Linked DNA regions of Mus musculus: region 1 is linked to region 2. Evidence: chromatin contacts called from public Hi-C data. All regions are on one chromosome and are shown on one strand. Each heading gives the region's core, a stretch centred on a gene start, on an enhancer-like site or on the middle of the called end of the contact. The rest is flanking DNA. Distances are from core to core; before and after follow the strand shown. Region 1 overlaps Smyd3 (SET and MYND domain containing 3). Region 2 overlaps Kif26b (kinesin family member 26B).

What was found. A called contact is a pair of places that touch in the nucleus more often than the background predicts.
Region 1: a Hi-C map of bone marrow-derived macrophages shows a contact between it and region 2, with 13 read pairs. The contact joins two enhancer-like sites. A contact is called at or near these places in 1 of 484 Hi-C or Micro-C datasets (bone marrow-derived macrophages) and 1 of 9 other capture datasets (embryonic stem cells).

The regions. Positions count from the first base shown.
Region 1 is chr1:179,429,927-179,437,095 of GRCm38.p6, forward strand. All of the region lies in intron 1 of Smyd3 (SET and MYND domain containing 3), which reads right to left. Among named protein-coding and RNA genes, the nearest start is that of Smyd3, 85 kb to the right of the region's middle. Within about 2 kb of position 4,440, at least 37 of the 459 cell types and tissues checked have an H3K27ac peak or open chromatin away from gene starts, as enhancers often do. A contact at or near this core is called in bone marrow-derived macrophages, where this site is marked.
Region 2 is chr1:178,673,204-178,680,670 of GRCm38.p6, forward strand. It overlaps Kif26b (kinesin family member 26B), which reads left to right. Exons shown (of 15, transcript NM_001161665.1): 3 at 5,623-6,156. Among named protein-coding and RNA genes, the nearest start is that of Gm24405, 40 kb to the left of the region's middle. Within about 2 kb of position 2,303, at least 15 of the 459 cell types and tissues checked have an H3K27ac peak or open chromatin away from gene starts, as enhancers often do. A contact at or near this core is called in bone marrow-derived macrophages, where this site is marked.

The DNA of each region.
Region 1 (7,169 bases), core at 3,190-5,689, 760 kb after region 2:
GGTGAACATCAGTGTGGATGTGTAAGCTGAATAAACCCTTTCCTCCCCAGCTTGCTGCTGGGTCATGATGTTTGTGCAGGAATAGAAACCCTGACTAAGACAACAAGTATCACTTTAAAATTCGAGTGGACCAACAGCATGGGACCCTAGTTTTGAATGTTGCCTGGCAGCCTGCACCCCACTGCTCAGTGGACATTCACTGAAGCTTCTACCAATTCAGTGCAATGGCTGATTTAACTGTCTGATCAAGAGCTAACTTGTAAGCAGTAAAAGTGTTTTATGCATACTTCCTTTATGGACCTTAAAGCCAGGGGAGACTATTAAATCTCCGAGGATATTAAAAGGCAATTATGACTTATACCTTCCGTTTGCCTTGTGCAAGGCATCTGTAACAAGTTTAGGAGCAAATTAACATTTTTTCCCAAGACCACAGATTTAAACTTTCCCCATTATATGAACAATCATCGGCTACAAGGTTTTACAAGTTGTAGGTCACTTTGCTAGCTAGTAATTGAAACTTAGTGATGCTCTCTATACTGAATTTCTGGCAAAACATAGATACAGACAGACAAGACAGACACACAAATACATACACAAACACACACACACATACATACACACACACACACACACACACACACACACACAAAAGCTGGAGCCAAAATAACTAAACACTATAGGTACCACAGGGAAAATTCCAGTGAGCTTTAAATAACACACCAATGATGTTTTACATTCTAGAATATCAAGTCCCACATATTCAACTTTTTATTACTTTTTAAAGATTGTTTTTCTTTTCTTTCCTAAGAACTCAGTCCTTCACACCACCTATGTGAAGGTTCTAAGACCAAGCTAAAACCTCTAGACCATTAATGTTTTCTTCTCAAATATAGCAGTATGTTCTATCATCCCTTTGGTTTCTGCCTTGAGGTCAGATTGAGGGCAAACCAGTCATGATAGCACTGACTTCAATCCCATCACTCAGAAGGCAGAGGGGGCAGGACCTCTTGTGTGTTAGAGGCCCATCTACAAAGCAAGTTCTAGGTCAGCCAGGACTACACAGTGAGACCTTGTCTCATTAAAAAAAAAAATTAAAATTAAAAAAAAAATCAGTATGAAGCTACTAAAACCTGTTTTTATAATTTACATATGAATATTTAATTATACTACATATTTATAGACACAAATATGATTATATTATTTAAACATCCATTCCATCTAACCCTTGAGTAAATACTGCCTCATAAATATACTATATAGTTCAGATACATATATACACATACAGTTCAATTTTAGTGTTAATTTAAATCACAATTTATTTTACCTTTCCATGTTGACAGAATGGGTTCTATAACCTACATAATGGCCACTACGTTAATTACAATGCTCTTACTATTTATTATAAGTTAAACTACAACAATACTTACTTGCCCTGCATACATATTACAACAGTTTCCAAAACATTGTGGTCTTTATCCAGATTTAGACCAACCAAAGGAACTCACGGATCTTTTATGTCAATTATATCTGATAGTTCATTAATTAAAATTAATACGTTTTAAAAATACTTATTAATCTGTTTTTTAAAATTATACCCCCTACATCCTAGGCGTTGGCATGCATGTTTTCATGGGGAAAACAAAAAACAACAACAACAAAAAAAAAAAAAACATAGCTGTATTTCCCCAAAATAAAAGAGTTCATGGTGAGAGTGTCGCCATCTTTCCTTCCAGTCAGTCTCTCTCCTGTCCAGCTTCACAGAAGGCTGAGTTCTGAGAACATCCTCTAACACTCCTGTACGTTAACAATGGCGCTCCAAAGTGGCTGCAGCTGTTACACTCCTGTGGCAGTGTAAAAGTTGCTCTGAATCCGGATCCTACCAACCTCTGATCCCGCCAGTGGGCACTGCCAGGCAGAGATGTGAGGCTCGGCGTATGTGTTGCTGGGCTCCCTCCTCATGACTGCTCGGATGAGAACATCGTCACACGCCCATTCCCGTTCCCGTTCCAGTCTCTCTGAGGTGAGCTACCTGCTCACACCACTCACCTGGACTCACTGAGTTTTCTCATGGTGCATCATTTTTTGTTGTGTATAATGCGTTATCAATTAATTTCTCTAAGACTGTGCTTTTTCATCAACAAAGTTTTAAGAGAATTTAATGTAGTGGATAAATCATCAACACTACAGCCACATGAGCCTGGGACTGGACTGTAGTTTAGCTACGTGACAGTGGGCAGTGTGACCTCACTGAACTAAAATAAGAGTAAATAACAGAACGGGTTGTCCACACCTTATCAAATAATGTAAAACCTGAAATGCTCTGAAGTCACGGTCTGTTTAACTGTCAACCTCTTAGGGAGGTAACATGCCTATCTAAATAGATTTTTTTTAAAACTTATATACTTTCATCTCAGAGAGAAGAGTCAATGCATTCATGACTTTATGCACTGCTGGAAAAACTACTCGACAACTTAACGAAGTTGCTTTATGAAGGACGGGTTGTCTGGGTTTACGTTTCAAGGGTATAATCCCTTGCGGCAGGAAGCCATAGTGGTAAGGCAGCTGGTCTCAGTGTCCGCACTCAGAAAGTACAGAGATGAACTCAGTAAGCAGCTCTCTTCCTTTTTATTCTGTCCAGGCACCCAGCCAGCAGGATAGTCTCATTCATATTTGGGGTACATCTTCACACCCCAATTAATCTATTCTGGACATTCCTTGCGGACATGCCCGATGGTTTGCATCCACGGTGCTTCTCAATCTTGTCAAGCTGGAGAATCAATACCAATCACTCGCAAAGACGAGAGAGAGCAAAGACAAGAGAGAAGCAAGTATTTTTTTGATTTTTCTACCTAGATGACAAAAGAGAATAAGAAAATTTTAACACCAATGTTCTCTTCTTCCTACACATCAGGCTGCTATGAAACACCTTCCAGTAGAGAAAAGACAACTGCTTTCTGCAGGTAAGCTCACCCACTTCACCACACAGGCATCATCGCCTAGGTCGTTGCTCCTTTATAATAATCTCGGGAGATGGGACTCTGTAACTGATCAACCTTGAGGAAACTAAAAGAATCCCAATAGCAGTGAGTTAAAACATCTATTTTTCACCTAGAGAAAATCAGAGAAACCATTTTTAAAACGTCATTACTTGAATGCTTTCTCAAAAACCACATGATATTTTAAATGACAAATTTTAATTGTTTCTTCAAGATCTTCTTTTGAATGTCGCATCCTTCCAATTGTTGTGACTCTCCTTGGCTGGCCCAGTCAGATCGCTGTGGAGCTTTTAGTGAGCTACAGAAGATCCTGGGGCTCGAACTCTGGTCAGACTAGCGAGGCAAACACAGCTCCCTGCTGGAGCCTTTATTTATTTACTTTATTTACTTTGCTATTTTCTTAATAACTTGTTCCTTCTGCAAACTTTAAACTGGTTTTTACAGCCACATTTTTTCCCTCAATGGAGCAATTTTGAAATCAAAATGACAAGTAAACACAGAAGATGCTTTTAAAATGTATTTTACAGTGAATTTTTCAAAGTGCATCTGTCTCTCCCAAAAGACAGCTGCCATGAAGTCTGGCGTCCCAGAATATTTAAACTTACAGTATAAACTGCAAGTAAAAAGTAAGTCGCAGTGAACTGCTCTCTGACTATGTGGCTCGTGTTCCTGATCTCACTCTCTGGCAAAGCGTGGCCCTGCAGTGTCTTCTTTTTTAATCTTCTCAGTACCTGATATCTAGCCAAGCAACTCGTAGGTGACCTAAAAACAGTCAGCGAATAGATAAAGGATTCAGAGAGTTCGGCCCCATGAAAATCAAACGAGAACATACAGCATTATAAAGAGAAAGGACGCCATCCTTGCAGCCCTGAAATGCACCCTCACCACTCAGTATGAAAATGGCTATCACAGAGGCAAAGCCCAAACCCCCTACTATCAGCTAAATAAAACAAGACCATCAAACAAATTGCTGGGTCCTCAAAGGGAAAAAGTAATGATTAAAGTGAAAGGTTACATGACGTCATCTGTTCAGGTCAGCCCAGAAGGCCAGCACACACGGCCCAGCTCTTGGCACATAACCTCCATGGATAACCATGTCCCCACAAGCATGACGTCATCTGTTCAGGTCCAGAAAGACAGCACACACTGCCTAGCTCTCGGAAGACAACCTCCAGTTACCCCTGTCCCCACACGCATCTCTCCCCTTGCTCTTTCAAACCTGCACACACCCCTATTTCGTGAAAGCACCAACATTGGCAAATAATGTCTTACAGCAAAATCTGTCCCCTCTCTAGGACGTAGTCAATTCCTCTCCCCTGCCCTGTCCTCTTCCTGCCCTCCCTCCTCCATCCCCTTCCTTTCTGGCTTAGTTGTAAGCCAGTGGTTTTCAACCTTCCTAATGATACAACCCTTTAATACAGTTCCTCATGTTGTGGTGATGCCAACCATAAATGGACTCCATTGTTACTTCATAACTCATTTTGCTATAGTATAGTCATATAGCTGACATGCAGGATATTAGATGTGTGACTCCCAAGGGAGTCAAGACCCACAGGTTGAGAAACCCTTGAGCAAGTCAGTTTTTACTGGTGATGAAAATAACCTTCACCAACTTAAATAGTAACAAGACAAAGAAAGCCTCTGCTGTCATCACAGACAGGCCATCCACACTGTAACTCAAAAGACACTTCTATCTGTCAACCCGGCCCAGAAACATCAAGTGCTTTCCCATTCAAGCTAACACTTCTGGATCCCACTCAGAGTAAAAGGACACCCTCAGAGAAGAGTAAGCAGGGGAGCAGGTGGAAATTTAGAAGTCATAGAGAGCCAGATGGTGGCAGCGCACGCCTTTAATCCCAGCGCTTGGGAGGCAGACACAGGCAGATCTCTGAGTTCAAGCCCAGCCTGGTCTAGAGAGAGCTAGTTCCAGGACAGCCTGGGTTACAGAGAGAAACCCTGTCTTGAAAAACGGGAAATGAAAAAGAGGAAGAGGAAGAGGACATATGGAACACTAAGCAGTAATTCTACACTTCCGTATCTTCCCAGCAACACAAAACATTTGGTTGCCAAATCAACTTACATTACCTAAACACCACAAACACTTGTAGTCCTCAAAACCACTTGTGTTTATCTGAAGTGAAGCTATTAATATTTCTCCGCGGCAGTAACTATATAAAACAAGGCCCAAAACAAACCCAAATCAAGGGATGGCGTTTCCGGAAGCTGCAGAGTGTGTATGACTATATAAACAACTGATTCCATACTCATGAACGGGTTCCTTCACTATGGAAGACCCAAATAGAATAAGGAATGGAGATGTGTGAAAACTCTGTTTGCTTTTAACTCTGGCTCCTTCTGCTGTATCGCATTTTGAACTGACGAGCATACTGTTTTATTCCACGTGTGAGAAAGCTCTAGGTTCTTAAGGATCTCTAAGTAAAAAGGAGCCAGGCCAAGGTTTGGGTTGGATATGTAGATTACTTTTGTTGCTCATACCAAAGGCCTCTGGGTAATCAACCACCTTGGGAATCATCGTTAGCTTGCCATCACCTACTACCTACAACGCCGGGAAGGTGTCAGCAATCATCCTCCTTCACTTCCAAAAAGAAGGCATCACCTACTACATACCTATCCCCCGATCCCCAGAACCTGGTAGAGACAGATTTCCTGACTCTACTTTTTCTGATCATCCTTACTCAGATGCAACCTCTTTTTGGAGACGGTGGTCTTTCTGTTGACACTGAAGATGACTCTGCAGAAAGGCAAGGCCCTGACAACACTGTCATAGGTTGAGCTCCTGGTTGCCCCAGCATCCCTCTGAGTCACTGCGTTTATCCACTTTAGTGCCACTCAAGGATGTTAGGCCTGTGCATCAGCTCAGGCTTCTCCATGAGGCAAATAACTCCTACCTAGGAGACTTTCAAACCCAATCAGGGGAAGTGGCCAAGAGCCTCTAGTCTCCACTGCCATGGGGAGAGTCCCCTGAGGGTCTCACTTTACCCTGAATATTTGCTAAGCATTTGAACAATTTCTGTCCACAACACTGAGGCTGCTGTATGGAGAAGAATCTCCTACTTACCATCCAGCTTGACTACAAAGCCTTGTGTAACCCTCCACCTATTCTCACAGCCCAGTACTCAATGCCTACATAAATGAGCATACCACTGTCTGATTGCCTTTCTGGTACTGTCTAAAGGCTTGCTGGGGGTGGGGGGGACATTCACTTTGTTAATTCATATTTCTAGATTCTATCACAATAAGGCCTTGGAACAAGTAAACAAGCAATTGAGCATATGGAGCAAAGACAGGATTGGTAGAACTAGGAACTGAAGTTGAGTTTTCAAATTCTCACTGGAGAATTTAGGAGCAGTAGGAAGCATTAGCCACATGAAGAAACTGCTATAATAACCACAGCCAAGAGTAAGGATCTTCTCGACGGCAGCCGAGGCTCTGAGCATCTCACGTATATTACCTCTCTAAATCCTTACAGTAACTCCACAAGGAAAGCACCAATTTTATTACCATCTGAAAGGTGGTTAAGCAACAACAAAAAGTTCACAGAAATAAAATATATGTTGTATAATTCTCTAGAAGAATATATACAAAAGGCCAACAGACACATGGAAGATATTCAGCCTCATAAATCATTAAGAAAATGTCCATCAAAAACCTCAAAAGTATAGTCTTTCAAACACACGAGGATATTGACAATGACAATTAGACACGTTCACATGGATCAGAAGGATCAGAAGACACTGGAAGGTTCATACATGGCTGGTAAGAATAGAAAATAGAAACAATCTGGCAGTCCCTCAAATGTTAAACATGGCGTCATCCTGTGATCTAGCAGATTGGGGATGACAGCTAGCGGGAACAGGTTCCAAGGGACAAACGGGTTCTAAAACTGGAATCAGCAGCACAGCCCGGCAAATTATACAAAGCAAATGAGTGGAACGTAAGGGACGTGAATCAAATCTCGCCGAAAGGACTTTTTAATTAAGTTTCAAAAATAAATCACTTGCCCACGATAGGACAGTCACTGCAGAGCAGCACCAGAACAGAGCCCAACCTGAGCTCTAAATTAAAGAGGCGTCCTGTGTAGCTCTGTCTTCTAAAAGATCTGCATCCAAAGGTGTGAACCAAAGCAATGCACTCCAACGACCATTTTTATTT
Region 2 (7,467 bases), core at 1,053-3,552:
GGAATCACCTTGCCCTCAACAGTGGCATCAGCGTTTATTGCTAAGCAACCGATCCCGAGGAGACTGAAATACAGAACAGAAAGCAACCAGGAGCATCCATAAACACCACCGTCTGCCTGGCCAGGCTTTTCTTGCCTGAGCCCTGCAGATTCTGCAGCCCTCATTACAGGTCCCTCATCCATTGAAAATCTACTACCACCTGCTTGCTAGGGGCCAACCTCAGTGAACCACTAACTGGAATACTGATCCAGAATTTCTCAGCTGTAATGATGATCATGGAGTAATGGTTTAAGTCCATTCTATGTAAAGGTCTAGAAATTTAGGAAAGAGATGAAAAGATTAGCTGAGGCCCGAGAATCTATTAATATCAAGGCAGAAGCAGTAAAAGGAGATTGGCCACATGAGGCCCTTCAGTCAGGCACAATGGTTATGACTGGGAAGAGTTCTGAGCCTGAGAGTCAAATGCTTCAGTGTCCCTTCAGCCAGCTGGCTGTCACTGTAGCAAATACCAGAGATGACCAAGTTAAAATTAGAAAAAGTATTGTGGTCTCATGGTTCATACACTTCATGGTCAGTGGGCTACTGCTCTTTAGCTCTCCCGGGAGGGTATCAGACAGCAGTGTTGGGGAATCCATGTCAGAGTAAACCTGATCACTTCCCCACCAGGAAATGAAAGGGGTGGGAAGGGGCCACAGTCCCTTTCAAAGGCCTCTCCAGATATCTTAATGACGTCTGGCTAGGTCCTGCCCCTTAAAGGCCACAGCAGCACTCTTACTTAGCTCATGAGACTGGGGGAACATTTAAGATGCATAGAGATTTATTTATAAAAAGCAAAGGAGAGATGGTCATTGGATGAATTTGTTATTCAGTGGCTTTAACCTAGAGTGCACCCGTATCATTCATTCATTCCTTCCTTTACTCACTCACTCATTCATTCGCTTCACAAGTGTTCTTGTGAGATTCCTGTGTAAAAGGTAGTGTGCTAAACATTGAAGGACTTAAAAGCCAAAGGAATAGTTTCTCTTTCACAGCTCAGAGTCCAATGGAGAAGTAACTGTGTAATTAAACACGACCAACAGGCACCTAGGCCTTGGAATTGAAGATTGAAAAAGGAGGGATGATGGCATCAGATGTGTATTTTACTACAACTATTGTAGGGGTGGAGGGAAGTCATGACTAGGTGTGAGGAGACCATGTGACCAGGTGAAGGGGGGGATGCTAAATGCATTAACATGGCTGTGGGAATCAGAGAGAAGGCTAGCCTGGAGCATGGAGGCAGCAGCACAAAGAGGATAGACAGGGTGAGGCTTTCTAGAAACTTCCATTTAGAAAGTTTGGTGATTGGATGTGAATGAAAAGCAGACAAAGACGATTTTAGATTTCTACCCTGAGTAGGGTAGCTAATTATGTCATTTGCTTAGAGAGTGATTACGGGAGTGAAAGAAGATTTTGGGACAAAGGGATTTAGTATGGAGTTGTCATTTTGAAGGATGGTTTTGAATGGGTATATTGCAGAAGCTGAATAGGCAGGGACAGAAAAGCCGGAATTCCTAGACACCGTGGTAATGATGTGTATGGTCATTGAGGCCAGGATCACGGGGGTAGTTACCTGTGGGAATTAAATCTCCCAGATATATGACCCAGTCTAAGGGAGTCATCAGACTGAGAGAGTACCCCATAGGTTAGAACAGGAGACACGTTTCTCGAAATCCCCCTGGAACAAGCAGCAAAGCAATTATGGCACCCAACAGCCACACTATGGAGTTCCCTTTGTTCCTTTGTAGTCATTACAAACTGTGACAGCTTAGATGCGTGAACGTTAACTTCACTACCTCCTTCCTTCTGAGGACTATCACCAGGTACTCAGACATCTTTTCAAATTCCTCTTCATGTGAGAGATGAGACAAAAAATAATTTTTGCATATTTTCTTTGAAAGATAAGAGTACTTTGAGCTTTAAAATTTAGGCTAAAATATTGCATAGGTGCCAAAGGCTCGTTTTCATATGTGCTGAAGTAAAAATGGAGGTGATAAAATCGAGGTTCTGCCTGTGTGTGGTTTATGCTGCTCCAATTTGATGATTTTCTGAGGTCATAAGGTGGGTCAGAGGCAGAACAGCACACGTATCTCAATGCCCATAAGCAAGGCAGATGTCAGACTAGGGGGCTAGCTCTCTATCTCTGGCTTTGCTAATGTAGTAGTTCCTCTTATATTCATCTTCTGAGCCCTCAGTCCTCTCTGTGTCCATGTCAGGAAAGGCCAGCAAGTATATGCTGTCTACAGCTTCCTTCTCTGTTTGCTTCTACCTCCAAATGACACTGACTCCTCTCTGTCTTAGCATATGCAGAAGGCAATGACTATTGACCCTTCCTCTTTGAAGTCTTCAGTCAATCTAAAACATTTATAGTGTGCAGAAAAGCCCTAGAAAGACATGTTGGTTCCCGAATATGTCTCTCTGCACTTGTTGAAACCTAAGGATGGTACTAGCTATCGTAGGGCTTTTGAATCAAGAGCTGCTTAAGTGAAGAGACAGCTCTTGGTTACCAGCCAGCAACTGATGACTCATTATCCTTCCTCTTCTGGAGATAGCAGTGGGTCACTGGCAACTTCTTGGCAGCCTGAGCCAATATATTAGAAATAGGCCCAGCTGTGGCATTAGCCGGTTTGCTGGCTGTCTTAGGTCTGGTATTGGTTGTAGGTGGAAAAGAGTGTTAAGGATCTAGAGCCCTCAAAGATGGCTTGTAACTCAAAGAGCTACAGAGTTTCATAGTGTGCCTGTGTTGATGGATCCTGGAGTCACCTCAGATTAGACTAGAGGGGCAGGAGAAGGGTGTGGCATTTGATAATCTAGAAGCCAAGAAGGCCTCCTGGATGTGACCTCACATAGGACAGGAGTTGTCCATAGCTTCACAGCTTGGTGTACTGATTGGCACTTTGGAAGCTTATCAATTTAAAACATATCAATTTGTTAAATGTTGGAAACTGAGTTATAAATAGTAACAGGCTGAATATAGAAGGGATTACTTCAGGGAAGGGCAGTAAAAGTCAAAGACAGGGGTGAAGGAGTTTTCAGAATCAGAGTTGCTCATGAGCTCTGGAGGGCAGATGTGTTTCTGTGTCAATCAAATTTAGAACCTACGCCTAGCACTCCAAATCCAAAATACCACGAAGTCTGCACATGACTTTTCTTGTAGCCACAGGCTTACTGTAATATGTCTTCCTTATGATTGAGTTAACAATGGTAATATTTTAGGCAGGTCTTATGTAACCAGCGTGGCCTGGAACTCACTCTATATCTGAGAATGATCTTAAACAGTTGGTCCTTCTACCTCCCCTTCCTGAATCCTGAAACAGAAGGCTTCCATTACCACTTCAGGTTTATATGGTGCCCTGGGTCAAACCCATGGCTTTGGGCATGTTTGCCAAGTGCCCTACCAATTGAGTTACCCAGCAAAAGCATTGAAGATAAGCAATTAGAGGTTTCTTGAAGCCCAGGAGATTATTAGTGACTGGAAAGCATATGCTGTTGACTGTGGAGTCTGTTAAACTGCCCTTCTCAAGAGCGTGTGCAGATAGATGTCTTCTCAGATTATATTAAACTATGCAGTAGAATGTGGGAATGACCTAGACAATGGTGGAATGACCAAAGGACAAAATACCTCATGAGCATTTAAAGTAACATTTGAGAGTGGTATTTGTTGATGGGGAAGTTTTCTTATGTAATGTCATGTGGCAAAGCAATAAACTATTTCGTGACATATGGGGGGGCATATAAATGCCTTTTGAATTAAATGAACATTTCCTATAAAACTGTGAAAAGCCCACACGGATGTGTTCTTTGACTCTTGAAGTGAACAATCATGGACAAGTGAGTAGTCAAGACGGTCCACAGTACAGCGCAGGTTGTATCCAAAAGGATCTGCTTTTGTGGTAAACTGAGGTGACAGTCTCCTCTAGAATGGCCCCCTCAGGGGTTCTTTCGGGTCCCACATGCTTTTGAGCTGTGATTAAGGACTGCCTGGACAAAGCAGCTGTCACCGAGCAGGCCCCCACAGTGAGCCTTGTCTGGTTTGCAAGGCTTTTCCAGGCGGAACCCAATCATCTCAGCCTCCCAGCGCTCCAGCCACTTTATAGGCCGCCTTGAGTTTCTGCCTCCCGAGCCTTGCTCGATGCTGCTCTGTGAAGAGGCCTCTTGATTTATTAATCAATTAATCAGTGCACACCGAGGAGCTGCTCAGGGTAGTTAAACAGGGAAAACAAAACGCTGGGGTCCATCACGCAGACAGATTGTGATTAGGAACAAACCTCCCACTGACCGATCTTCCTGCCCACCATGGCTGCATGGCTGCCCCGAGTTACCTTTCAGACATGCTACTCCGTCCAGATGGGCCTCAGATCTATAAAACTGACACTGTTTTTCTGAAGGGTGATATATATATGTATTTTTGCATCCTTGAAGAAAATGACTCCAAAGATGAGCCTCATTCATTCCTCATAATAACTGTTGAGCCTTGCAAACTCTGCCAGGCCCCAAACATGCTGTGGTGGGTCTGTTCATCTGTGCATGGGCAGAGCTGTGCCATCCCACTTTCCCCACGAGGGAAGAAGTCCTAGGGCTGAAAGGATAGCTCAGCAAAGGCAGGGCGCAGTGGCTGCATGACTGAGGAGAGGTTCCGTGTGCTGAGTGCCTTATCTAAGGGTACATGGGACTCCCAAGGTCATAAGGAAATACTTTCACACCCATTTGCATCACCAGGGCTGTTTCTTCATGTAATCTAGTTTTTGTGGAAGTTAAAGCAAATGAGAGTCAGAGTGCTCACTACCCCCACTTCTCTCTCAGCTATGACCTCAGAGCATGAGATACAGGAGTGAGGGTTGGGACAGAGGCCTCACGTCATAGCCCAGGCTAGGCTGGAGCCTACAGTAGTCCTCCTCAGCTCCTCTAGAGCTGCCATTTACAGGTGTGAGCCACTCCACCTGGCTGATGAGTTTTCAGTAGTAGTTTTAAGTAAAACTTGTGGGGGAAGCATCTTGGATTGGTCAGGAAATGAGAACAACAGTCCAGAAGATTGGGTGGGGGGGGTGGTCCTCATGAGGCCAGTGACAGGTCAGAGTTTGCTGGCAGAGGTGTGCTGGCTGCTGGAGCAGGCTGGATCCTGGTTCTAGAATCTATTGGTTAGTTTTCTTTCCTGTGGTGCTGACTTAGCACACACGCTGCTGAGGCCAAAGTTTGGCAGAATAGGGTCTCTGTTCCCAGTCGAAAGTGACACTTCTGTCCTTTGCCAGTTCTCTGCCACCAAGAATGAGGTACACACCCCCACCATGCTGGACTAGGGAGAAAGCAGATTGTCTGCAATTATTTAGTGGACATAGGAGAATCTGAAATGTTCCCCATTGACTGAGTGGAAGGAACACCATGAGAGTGTGTTCTGTTTAGTATCTTTAAGGTTTTCAGCTTCTAACTCTTGCATAATGTCTGCCATCTAATGCTTTTCCTCTGGCATCTTCCTGGTGATGTCAATCAAATAGTCAAATCCTTGGGTGGCAGACGTCTGAACTGGATTTACCACCATCCAGTTACAAATTGCTCTTTTTTTTTTCTTCCTGTTTGTGTGTTCTGTAGGACCCTGCTTTCTCTGCTGTGATTCACGACAAACTCCAGGTTCCCAATACTATCAGGAAGTCGTGGAATGACCGAGACAACCGCTGTGACATTTGTGCCACACACCTGAACCAGCTAAAGCAGGAAGCCATCCAAATGGTGCTGACCTTGGAGCAGGCAGCTGGCAGCGAGCACTATGACACCTCTCTGGGCTCACCCCCTCCGATCTCCAGCATTCCCACACTGGTGGGGTCTCGCCACATGGGTGGGCTCCAGCAGCCCAGGGAGTGGGCCTTTGTGCCTGCCCCCTATGCCACTTCTACCTACACAGGCCTTGTCAACAAACACAGCGGCAAACCCAACAGCCTTGGGGTCAGCAACGGAGCGGAAAAGAAGAGTGGCTCCCCAACCCACCAGGCCAAGGTCAGCCTCCAGATGGCCACCAGTCCCAGCAATGGAAACATCCTCAACTCGGTGGCCATTCAGGCTCATCAATATCTAGACGGCACCTGGTCCCTTTCAAGAACCAATGGGGTTACCCTGTACCCCTACCAGGTAAGCACCCCTAAAATCAGGGAAGTAGAGGGTTTTCCTCCCTGGATATTGAAATGAACACATACTCCCGATCTCCCTCTACAAGTCAGAGTCGAGGCAGAGGTAGGCTATATCTTCTTTCTCCTTCTGGAAGCTCCTAGCTCAGTGCTTCAGGCTTCCATGTAACCCTGCAGAGTTCTCGCCAAGAAGCTCCAGCCAGGCCTGCTTGCTTGGAGAGACTCTCTGTCAACTACCAATCCTGCCACCTTCTTGCTTAGCTAACATATCTTCTCCCTAGGAGCTCATGTTAGTTCAGACAATGTCAAGGACTTCCTAGCCACCAGCTTTACTGTGTAGTATAGTGATTAAGAGCAAAGACCTAAAAATGCTTGAACTGGGCCGATCACCTGTCTTGTATATATACTAGCAAAATGACTTGGCACAAAGGGATAACCCTACCTCAGGATCAAATCTCTCACTTTGGAATTGATACAATAGTAGGAGGATTAAGCAAAGGTATGTCTATAAGACACATAGTATATTGTCTAGGATATGATCCAATATTGTGCCTGATAATAGGAGATTTACGAATTAAGACAAATAGGTAAGAACATTTTTACCCCAAGACTGCACTAGCTCTCTAAAATTAGGATTTTTAAAAAGCAATTGATGAGTTAGTCAGGGCATCACTAATAACTTAGATGGAGTTTATTGATGTTGTATTGTTTATAGATGAAGGTCTATATTGGCATCCAACTGTCACTACCTGTACCTTCTGAAAGGGTTGGGGAAGAACCTCTTGTACCTAGGAGGACCTTTACTGCTTTCTACTTTAGTTTCATATTTAACATGTTGGAACTGGTCACAAAAGGCTTCCCACTCGGTTTTCTCCTTCCTGTGACCCCGCCCCCTTCCCCCACTTCTTTAGGTAATGCAATGAGCACATGCCACCAGGTCTCGGTATTCAAAAGTAAGAGCAGGTCTCAAGTCTGAAGAAAAAAAATTAGTTCTGATCTAGACATGGTAGTGCATACCTAGATAGAAAAATCTAGAGTTTCAGACTAGCCTGGACAACAGAGACAGTTCAAAGCCAACCTGAGGTACAGAGTGATGCCTTGTCTCAGAAACAGCAAAAAACCCCAAAACACAAACTAAACCAACCAAGCCAAAAGATGAGAAAAATCATTAGTCCTGATTCCCCAGGGAGCTTTCTATTGGAAGAACATGTGTCTTCTGTGTCTTAACTGTCATTGACATGGAAAGGTAGCCACAGTCACGGGGTGTTAGGAGTGTCACTGGTATATGAGATAGTCCTGAATACCTTGGGTCACT